Regions from separate parts of the Mus musculus genome. Here regions 1 and 2 are each linked to region 3. Evidence: chromatin contacts called from public Hi-C data. All regions are on one chromosome and are shown on one strand. Each heading gives the region's core, a stretch centred on a gene start, on an enhancer-like site or on the middle of the called end of the contact. The rest is flanking DNA. Distances are from core to core; before and after follow the strand shown. Region 1 holds the start of Ndfip2 (Nedd4 family interacting protein 2). Region 2 holds the start of Rbm26 (RNA binding motif protein 26). Region 3 holds the start of Uchl3 (ubiquitin carboxyl-terminal esterase L3 (ubiquitin thiolesterase)).

Region 1 (3,579 bases), core at 1,042-3,541, 3.6 Mb before region 3:
CACCCCTATGTACAGTTCCCTATCTCCTGACCTCATCATCGCTAACAAAGTTGTTTACTGCTCCAGTTTATTAATCATTCTAGAGTTTCAAAATAAGGCCTGACCTAAAGGTAGCCATAAAACAGGCATGCCCATTACATAAGCTAAGCTTCCAGACTGAACCCCAGCTACCGAGTCTACGCAAAACTCAAACTCAGTTGTATCTATGCCGTTTTCCCAGACAAAGCTACTCGCAAAAAAAAAAGGGAGGAGGGCAGTTTATCATCCTAAACACACGAACTTACTATGTAACCACAAAAGTAAAAGAATGAAAATACAAATTTAGACTATAATAAAATTCTCCAATGCTTCTCCCCATAAAAAATAATATTCTATCTAAAAGAAATAATTTATTTAGAATGACTGATTTCTGCCCTCTGCCCTTACAGAGTGGCTCCACCCACTCAAAGTCTTTATAGGACACAGCTTCAGTTTTGAAGGGAAAAAAATGTAGTATTTTATACCTTCTTTCAAAGTTTAGACAAAAGTAAACTCCAACATTATCTGAAGAGATTTTGAGAGAAAAAAATAGTCTCAACTAGTTACCTCCATCAAAAGCAAAAGAGACAATATAATAAATTAAAACTATTAACACTATTTTAAGTATCATCCATGGTTGAGCCCAATAAGGAAAAGCAACCCAAAGAAAGAATTCAAATCAAATTATATCACTTAGAGACACAAACAGAAGTGGGTAAGATTTGAGAAGTAAAACAAGTATCAATGATAAAATTACGTGGCTTTTTTTTTTTTTGCAAACACTTAGAAAGGGAACAATGTCTTTTAAAAAATATAAAGTTACCCAAAGCTGACAACTTGAAAAGCACCTTCAATAAACTGGCAAGATTTCTATTTCCTAAGCCATTCTGAAAATGTTGATAATTTTCAGAAAGTTCATAATCTAAATCACCTGGCCATGCTATAGCAAATAGACACAAATGACAGAGAATTCTTACCAAAGAAAAAATGAAAATTTAAGTCTCTACCACAATCCTTCAGATTTGTCAAAAGGCACAACACACATGCAGACAGACAGAAAAGATGACATATAGGACTAACTGTGCAATCTTATAAACCCGACACGCAATAGCAACAATATGCACAAATGCTTTTCTTCTCTCCCCCCGTAACTATGTTCCACTAAATTATCTAAAAGTTTATAAGTGAAAACGCAATAAAGTAAATATTGCTGACAATGCTATTCACAATATTTATCTCCAATGACATCACTAAAACACACAGGGTGTAAAATACAGAGATTCTGACAAAGAAAATACAGGGCGCATTTCACTCATTAAGCATAGCTGGTGGTTTACATACTTGAGTGATTTTAAAACTCTGTATTAAATGAAAACTATTTCATTTCAAACAAGGTTTGATTTTTTTTTCTAATAAAGCGCTGCACACACGAACACAGGCAAAGCAGGAACAGATTTAAAAAAAAAAGAAAAAAAAAACGATCACTGTAATACTAACACAATGGAAAAGGGCAAAATGACAAGGTTAACTAGAAGAGAGGCACCTTCCCCATCACAGCTCTTCTCTACCCCTCACGCCGGTTGTAGCCCTGCTGCACCCCACTCTATAACCTCACACAATTCAGGCCACCGGTCGGGTCGACTCCCTGACAGGTACCTGCACCCTGCCCCGCCGCAGGGGGACACCACTCACTGCTCACGGGTGTGTGAGTCAGGGAAGAAGGAGGGGAAAGAAAGCCAGCCGGGGTGAGTCGGGGAGCGTCGCCGGGGAGGGGGCTCGGCGGGGCGCTGGCCGTCGACTGCGGCCGGGGGCTGGCGGAGAGGTGGGCTGGGCGGGAAGGGGCCCGCCGGGACGCCCCGAGGCCAGCGTCCTCCCCGGGGCCCGCGCACTCACCACCTGGTAGCGACCAGTCCCCAGCTGGTGGTGATCCATCCTGCCCGCCTCGGGGTCCGGCTTCCGAGCGGGCGTGTCCCCTCGGCGCTCAGCTCCCTCGGCCTCCCGGGTCGACGTCGTCGCCGCCGCCGCCGCAGAGCCTCTTCCGCCGCCTCGGGTTCTGCCGCCGAGGTCGCCTGGCGGGGCCGCTTCACTTCCTGTCGCTCCCTCGGCTCCAGCGGAGAGCTCCGCGTCGCTCGCCGATCGGCGCCGGAGCTCCGGGGAGCCGCGCGCGCTACTGAGCATGCTCGGCGCGGACGCGCATGCTCTCTGGCTCCGCCGGCGTCCCATCCGCCGCCCGGCTCCGGAGGTGTCCCTAGGTGGGAGGAGATGGAAGAGTCAGGCAAGTCCCCGGGAGCCCTCTAGGTTGTCATCTAGTCGACAGTGGGCGGTGGCAACCGAAGCGGAAAAGAAAAAAAAAAAAAAAATCGTCCCACTTGATTGGATTTTCCTGTGAGGGCAGGTTTCACTGTGGGGCGAGAGGATGCATCGTCACTGCGGAGGGTGGAGGCGCTGCATTCCTAGAGCACCTGAGGACAGGTCGCCCTTTTATTAGTCCCCAGCCTAGAGCATCTCAAAGAGATCCATCTCAGGACAGGCCTAAAAAGGCGCTCATTCGAAATCATTAATGAGGTAATGAATTACCAAATACCAGGGACATATACATATACAAAGACCACATATACATATATAAAATCAGCTTTAAAGTCACAGTAAAATTTCGAGGAAGGAAAAAAAAAAGACAGTCTTGCTTCTGAGCACGCGTAGCCTTCCTCAGTAGAACAGCTCATTTGTGACAAATGTTAAACCCATTTGACAGCGTACCATTGTCAATCACTTAGAATCCATAATAGATTGCATTGGAGTTCATTTTGAACATTGTACGTTGTAGGAGTTCTGACAAATATACCCTAACTATTATATATCATACTGAACAGTTTCATTACTCTGAAAATCCTGAATAGGGCTTTACCCTCCTCTTTCTTTTGCCCCCTTGTTTCTAAGAGATTTACAAATTCTTCAAACATATTCTGATGACATACAGAGAAAGAGGCCTTTAGAAATAGGAAATGGGAAGGACAGAAGAAAATAATGAAGTGAGGTAGGATTTTTGTGTGTGTGCTAATAATACTCAGATATTCCTAAGATAATGGTAAAGAATCAGTTTTTGTGGCGCATCATAATACCCTGTGACACCTCTCTCTCCTCTCCTCTCCTCTCCTCCCTCCTTCTTTCTCCTTCTTTCTTCTTCCTTCTTCTTTTTCTTTCTTCTTCCTTCTTTTTCTTTCTCTTTTTCTCCTTTTTCTTCTCCTTTTTCTTTCTTTTCTTTTTCTTTTCTTCTTTTCCTTTTCTTCTTCTTCTCCTTTTCTTCTTCATCTTCGTCTTTGTCTTCTTCTTCCTCCTCCTCCTCCTCCTCCTCCTTCTTCTTCTTCTTTTCTCTCTCTCTCTCTCTCTCTCTCTCTCTCTCTCTCTCTCTCTCTCTCTCTCTCGGCACAGAGCATGTTTCTCTAACAATTAGAAGACTATGGCAGACCAGCAAAAGGTACCTTTTAACCCAAACATCTGCTTCTTGTACCCTGAGATCTGTGGCCCTACTCGATCTGGCCCAACTGTTCTTTTTAAGATAAT
Region 2 (3,581 bases), core at 548-3,047, 3.5 Mb before region 3:
GTCCTTACTACTTACAGATTCTATAGTCATGAGTTTTCTCACTCTTTAGACTCTCTGTAACCCCCAAACCCAATACTTGTGGCGGTTTTATAGTTCACTGTGGCCATACGCTGAGCGGCTAACAATTTAAGTCCAACGCTGCGTATGTTCTCAGCTGAAGTTGAACAAGGGGATATCTTCATTTTTTTTTTTTTTTCAGTTCTCACAATGGAAATAAGGACCCATTTGGTGGCCCATTTGGGGTTATGTTTTACTTTCTTCATTTATGAGATTGTTTTTTCTTGGTGATTTAAAATACCCCCGTTCTCCATACGCAACAGTGGAGTGCTTTCTATGGTTCCCACATATAAGAAGGCCATGATGTATTTTACAGAGAAAAGCACATGGACTATACGGGCTTTGTTTAAACATGTGCTACAGTGCCCGGGAACAGGAGTCAATATTGATTCATCGACAATATTGGGTATGGTGCCTTTAAACAGAAACACGCGATTCTCAATAGTATATTATTTATACATTCTATATGTAACCTAAAGTTTACCATTTTAATAATTGTATGTGTACAACTTCATGGCATTAGATGTATAGTCAAACTGTTCAGTCACCAACTGTTTCAGAACTCTTATCATTCCAAACTGAAACTCTGCATCACTGAGACGTAATTCTCAAGATCCCCCTTTGCCTCCTGGCAACCACCATTCTGCATTCGGTCACTCCTGGGACTCTAGCAACCTCTAGAAATGGAATTCTAAATATTTTGTCTTTTCATATCTGCGGTATTTCAGTTAGCTAAATCATCTTAATTAATATCTTAATTCTTCATTAGCTTAAATCTAATTAACGTCTCACTCATGGCATCATATTTTAGAGCAAACGTCTAGCTTTGTATTTTATAACCTTTTTAGTTAATGCTTAAAGGACACTCCACTCCAGCATATTGCAAATTCTGTCGCATCAAGACTTTCTTTATGGTTCACCGACCGTGTCTTTAGACTCGTGGACTACTTTTTCATTCCATTTGTCCATTCCACTATTTTTTCATTCCATTGTGGCCCATTGCCTACTAGTCTTTGGTAGTCTCCTAATAATATAATAGAACCAAACTTGCGGGACCACCTATGATGTATATAGGATGCTGGTTTGAATGCTCTTCTTTAGTACATTGTAATTTCTTGGAGAAAAGTTGAAACTTTTCTAAATGAACAGAATTTAAAATGTAACAAAACTGTTTTTTTTTTTTTTTTTTTTTTTTTTTTTCTCTTGTAGGTTGGAAATCAACAAGGTATCTTTGGTTTGGGGCATCCATAGGTCATTAGACCTTGGCCAAAAAGTCCTGTACTTTGGGATAAGAACACTAATCCTCTGGAGGTCTCGGTGGGTTAGATTAGACCAGTGTGTGTTTACCCATCGTGTGCACGGGGCAGCACACACAGAAGATGGTACTGGAGGATGCTGTGACACCGAGGGCAGGTCGCACAGTGCAGGACCCCTGCAAACACTGCTGGCCGTCTTCTTATGGAGAGCTCCCATCTTCTAGGTTCACTCGTGCTGACAAGCACAATCCTCTCAGAGGACAAGGCCTGGGAGCCCGCGGCCACTCCATCCTGGTGAAGTAAGACGGCGCTTGTGCTTATTCACCACGAAGGCCGATGGATAAAAGGGGACCGAGGCCTCAACCCTTGCGATTGGTCAATCCTCGATCCACTACTGGATTTGCCCAGCTCTCACCCGGCCGAACTTGCGTCTCTTCCCAGCATGCTCCGGGCCGCACCGCGAGACTCGCACTCATTCTCGCGAGATTTACCGGCAGCCATCTTCTTGGGGGTGCTGGAAGCCGGGAAGACCCCCGAACCGTTCCCATTGAGCCGCCCTTCGTTGTCGCTTTTCTTCACGTCTGCTCTGCCGCGTGGCCACCAACCAAGCACCTAATCCCAAAGCTGAGAGGAGAGCCCGGGTCGGAGCGCGTTCGGCTCCCCTTCGGGAAGATTCACTGGGGGAGCGGGGCAGGGGGGAGGGCCCGGCCGGCAAACGGTTGCTGCCTCAGCCCGGGCCAGGGTCCGCCGAGGGGAGAAGCTCCGGGGACCCGGTGGGCGCGTGGCCTGCGGCGGCCCCCGCCGAGGTGCTCGCCGACCCGCGGCTCGCGGGGACCTGCCACCGGCACCTCCCACCGCTGCCCACGCGGACGGCGCGCGGAGGAGGGGGCGGCGGCGGCGACCTGGGCGAGCGCAGGAGCGAGGCCGGCCTCGGGGCCGCGGTGGATGGTTTCTAAGATGATCATCGAAAACTTCGAGGCGCTCAAGTCCTGGCTCAGCAAGACCCTCGAGCCCATGTGAGTAACCCCCGGGGGAGCAGTGCTCGCTCGCAGGGATGGCGGTGGTGGACAGGCGGGCGCCCCGATCGGGGCAGTTTACTCAGTGGTGGAGGCCGAAGCGAAGAACCGGGAGGTGGGGAGTCCCCCCAAGGCTCTGCTTTCTCTGTTCGCCCACCTTCCCGTCCAGGCTCAACATAGCCAAAGCTGGAGCTGGGCTTGATTGTAATGGTCGAGCTGATCTTTGAACCGGTGTGCCCTGCTTTGCTTTCCCCTTTCCCGTTATAGGCAGACCGATGGCAAACTTCCCCGTACACCTGTGTGTGTCTTCCGAGGCCCTCCACATCGGCTTCTCGGCTCCTCCCGAGTGCTAGCTTCTCCTCCCGGTGGTAGATAGTTCCACAGTGCTTCTTAAGACGAAGTGCATGGCTTTTTCTTAGGGATCAGGGAAGTTCGAGTTTAAAAACCTAAGGTTTCGCTTACAGTCCCTTAAAGAAAGGCCACGTCTTCCATGTGGTGTGTGGCTCATACGCACCTCTCTTAACTGATTGAAGATGTAACAGGTGCTAAGCCCAGGAAGCCCCAGACCCCTTGCCACCTACATCCTATTACTTTGAAGAAGGGGGAAAAAAACCAACAAACCCAAATCTCTATCCGTATGGAATATTTGGCATTTAAGGAGAAATTGAGTAGTTTGTGCGACTGTTGAAATATTGAAAGATTTTAGGAATATTTTATGTATTTATTTAATGCAAAATACATCATAGGTTGTTTTCTGCATCGTTGATTTACAATAGCAACTTGAAATGCAGTGGCAGGTAATTCACTTATTTAATGCATGCGTTAAGTTTTTACCATATACTGTGGGGAGCTTTGGGACAGGACTTTAACATTCTCCTGGGTTGATAAGCTGCAATAAGATACACTTCAGCTATGCCCAGTTATGGCCATTATGATAGTAGAGGACCATGTAACCGTGGTTTGAATGGGGTCTGCTGCTTCAGGGTTGTTGGTCAGTGAAACTGTCTGAGCAAGGAATAGTTAATAAAACTTAAAAGAGGAGAAAAGGCCCCACTATTTCCGAGGAATGATGCATTTTCAGAATGAAGAATAGCTGAAAGGCCTAGTAGAGGACATACGTGATCAATGTGGTTTGTTCAAAAAAGAGTAAGAATAGGGAAGAGAGAGGAAAGACATGGAATCAGTAGACAGGGGCCAGCTTTAGGTCCAGGCTGGGAATTAAGATCTTATTAACACACACTTGGAACAGAGG
Region 3 (3,605 bases), core at 522-3,021:
AAATTCTTTGAGATTTTTCTCTTGACAAAATAAAATGCACTAGGGAAAGAGATGAGCAAATTTCAAAGTCAAGAACAAAAGGAATTTGGCCTCTTCCAGAAAGGGTGCTGTGAACAGCAAGGCAACGGGGAAGTGCTGGCTTTTAAACTTTACACAGTTCACCTTACTAAGAAGATAGGAACTGATGCTAACAAAAATATATAACAAACCCACATAAGCTACAGGGAGTCAGGCCAGTGAGTCAAGGCTCCTCCCACCAGCAAATACAGAAGACCTGTGTTTAATCCCAAGGACCCACCTGAGGGACTGAGAGAACTGAATCTAGAAAGTTGTCCTCTGACCTCCACCCGAAATCAATGAAACAATAAATGAAACAAAATAAATGAAAACACTTTCAAAAATTCCAAAAGACAAAGGATGTCACCTCTAACATAAAGCCTGTGTGTTTTATACAAAGAATTTGCTAAAATGCTTTTAAAAAAACCGTTAAAAATAACAATAATAATAATAATAATTGGAGGAAGGGAGCAGGTTTTTAGGCAGCATTTCAATTCAGGCTGGGCTGGAACTCAAAATCCTCTTTACCTCAGCCTCCCACACGCTGATACTGGCAGACATGTACCACGATGTCTGGTCTCAAAAAAGCATTTTTAAACGTTGATAATAGATCTTTATCCTTCGGTTATGAGAAGAAAGATGGAAGAAAAGGAAGAAAACTATATAACAAACTAAGAGAACTGTTAAAGGTGAACTAAATCTGAGAGCAGAAAAAAAGGCTAATTAATACATATCTGTGCAAATATATATATATATATATATGCATTCCACCACCTAATTTGGGGTCTGAAAGGCATCCCAAGCCCCAACCTTCAGTATCCAAAACAAACTCCCTTTTAAGAGTAGCAGGTGGCTACGCATTGCAGGACAACCATTAAACCGGGCTTTGTGTGGTACAGGAGGCAAGGACCAGGTCCACCTTCGAAAGACGGGGAGAGAAAGGGGGCGTGGCAGGGAAGAGAAGGACCTCGATGGGGCAAGAGATGACTGAAAGGTGATTTCATTGTACAGGAGGTGGATGGAATTACCAGAACTGGGTGGGCAAGTTTACAAAGCCGGGAGTCAGGAAGTGTTGGCAAATTAGTCACCTTAGAAGGGACAGGGTCAAGGAACAGGATGGAACCCGCAACGGCAAGGAGACGAACCAAGATGGGGAAAGGCACGGGGTGGGGATACCAGGCGAGGGGCTACCAAACCTCAGACCCCGGGTGCCCCAGGCAGCGCCGGCGACGCGGGGTCCGACGGAGGGACAGAGGACGCTCGCTGCACCGGCATCTCCCCGAGCCAGGTGGTGGCCCGAGAGGGGCGGAGCCGCCCACAGCCGCAGCCTGGGGCCGCCTGCCCGCCCGGGATGAGATCCCTGGATCCTTGGGGATGCAGAGGTGAAGGCCAGCGGGGAGGCTGGCGGGGAAGGCGGGAAGGACTCCGGGGTCCGGGGTGACAGGCACCGACCGCACTCACCTGGTTGGTGACCTGAAACGAGACACAGAAGAGGGTTTAGCGACGCGCGCATGCGGGCTGGCGCCGGCCTCCCGACCCGCTCAGGCCCTGGCTGCGGAACCCGGCCGCGCTCACCTCAGGGTTGGCCTCCAGCGGCAGCCAGCGTTGACCCTCCATGACTGCTCCGCCGGCCGCTCTCCAGCTCTGACAGCCGCCACCACCGCCGCAGCCGCCGCCGCCGCCGCTTCCGCCCCCGCGCGCTCCGGCCGGCACCATCCAAACGCCGCCCCGAGGGGGAAACCAACGAATGGACTTCCACGACCCCCAAGACGCTTGATCTCTCCCTACGGAGACTCAGCCCTGGAGTTACTAATGAAGTTAAAAGGCAAATTAAACTGATAAGCCTGAGCCATGTCCTAGTTCATGAGAAAAAGAAGCTTTGATCAACGGTGAACTCCCCTCACACTTGGACTCTCCCTTCCCCCGAGCGAGCTCCCGAGTTCTACGCATGCGCCACCGGGCCGCGTGCTCGCAGGCAACCTCACCTTCTTGCAATGCCAACCAGAAGCTCTAGGGGGCGCGTCATGGATTCCTACTCTGTGAGAGTGGGACCGGTTTGCTAGCCTTAAGGCAGCCAAGCCAGAGGGGTTGACTCCTTGGAATCATGGTCTTCCTGCTCCTTTGTGAGGATACTGGAATGATATGTTGGCCTTATCTGTTATTGCACTGCCCGAGATACAGGTAATAGGTAAATGGTGGATATAGGTGATAGGTAGATAGATACTCAGTTCTGCTTGAGAAACAATATGGAGCCACTACAAAGAGGAAATCAGGCAATGTACTGTTTGGTACAAACTGAAGGACTTTAAACAGCATTTTGAAATCCATTCGCCATCCCACTAAATTTCAGGATGACAAATGTAATGATTTTGTTTGTTTGTTTGTTTGTTTGTTTGTTTTTCAGGGTTTAACTCAATGGCTAGTACATAGGAGATTTCTCAAGGGCTATTTGAGAAATGGTAGAGCACTTGTCTAGCATGCTTGAGGCCCTGGGCCCAATCTCAGTGTCACAAAGGAGAGAGAAGTGGAATAATCATGTATGCAGAAATACCATCTGTCAGTTATGTGGGGAAATGCAAAAACAGGAAAGTTGACACAAGGTAACATTTATGAAGACAGAGAAGCAGAAGATATTTCAAGGAGCAATCCTTTTGATATGTAGGAACCAAGAGTCATGGCAGGACTCCAGAAATTTGATCTGATATATATTACTATTCTGTATCGAAGAGAAGGATTTCAGGGAAAGGTTAGTTAAGAAGTGAGAAAAATATTATTATGCTGAATTTGTCCTTCTTGGGAAATTTCCAACTCTCCCACGCATGCTCTGGCTATTATTTTTATAACCCGGTGACTCTTGTAATCCCTTGACTCCTCCCTATTTGTCTGATGGCTTGATGCCATATCTGTCCAACCTCATGACTTGGTAAATCTGGCAATGCTGGGCTCATGATCGGTTAGCTGCAGTTGCCTGATCTCTTGTGGTGCTTGCTATAGTCTCAGTCTCTACTGGGGCTGTTTGGGGTGCCAGGGGAATTTTCAGACAGCCGCTTTTCTCCAGACTCCTGCAGTTCTGCATTTTGTTTCTCCTCTTAGTGCTTGGCCAATACGCCACACAACATCCTTATCCCTCTATCACGAGAATTTCTTCCCTGTTAGACATACCATGTCTGCTTCCTCATAACTCAACAGCAAACCAAAATACAATCCTACTAAAGTTTACCTTGAGACACCAGTGAGAAAACCAGGCTTAGCTAACACACCGTGGAGAATGAATTGTTGGCAAAACGCATAGGAGACCCCAAAGCATCCACACTGGAAAGTCTTCACCAAACATGGATGGTAGCAATAATGTGTCTTTTGCCATAGAGAAGTGGTCCTAGTACCCCACAGAACTGCGGATCCCCCCAAACCCTTGCAAACATATCAGACGTCCAATCTCCTTACTTCTAGTCTATTAGGTTAACTCTCACATTGGCATGGATGTCCCTACATAGTACAAAGAGCCTTAATCCTCAGACTGGACCATACCTATGAATGATGCCTGAATC

The links. A called contact is a pair of places that touch in the nucleus more often than the background predicts.
Region 1: a contact with region 3 is called in a Hi-C map of regulatory T cells, with 12 times the contacts expected there. The contact joins the promoter of Ndfip2 here to the promoter of Uchl3 in region 3. A contact is called at or near these places in 1 of 39 promoter capture datasets (pre-B cells) and 2 of 484 Hi-C or Micro-C datasets (CD4 T cells and regulatory T cells).
Region 2: a Hi-C map of CD8 T cells shows a contact between it and region 3, with 5 times the contacts expected there. The contact joins the promoter of Rbm26 here to the promoter of Uchl3 in region 3. A contact is called at or near these places in 1 of 39 promoter capture datasets (pre-B cells) and 2 of 484 Hi-C or Micro-C datasets (CD4 T cells and CD8 T cells).

The regions. Positions count from the first base shown.
Region 1 is chr14:105,257,335-105,260,913 of GRCm38.p6, reverse strand. It overlaps Ndfip2 (Nedd4 family interacting protein 2), which reads right to left and starts at 2,291. Exons shown (of 8, transcript NM_029561.5): 1 at 1,912-2,291. The coding sequence starts at 2,241.
Region 2 is chr14:105,175,530-105,179,110 of GRCm38.p6, reverse strand. Rbm26 (RNA binding motif protein 26) reads left to right here and starts at 1,797. Exons shown (of 22, transcript NM_001368684.1): 1 at 1,797-2,329. The coding sequence starts at 2,259.
Region 3 is chr14:101,652,133-101,655,737 of GRCm38.p6, reverse strand. It overlaps Uchl3 (ubiquitin carboxyl-terminal esterase L3 (ubiquitin thiolesterase)), which reads right to left and starts at 1,771. Exons shown (of 9, transcript NM_016723.2): 1 at 1,633-1,771; 2 at 1,519-1,530. The coding sequence starts at 1,674.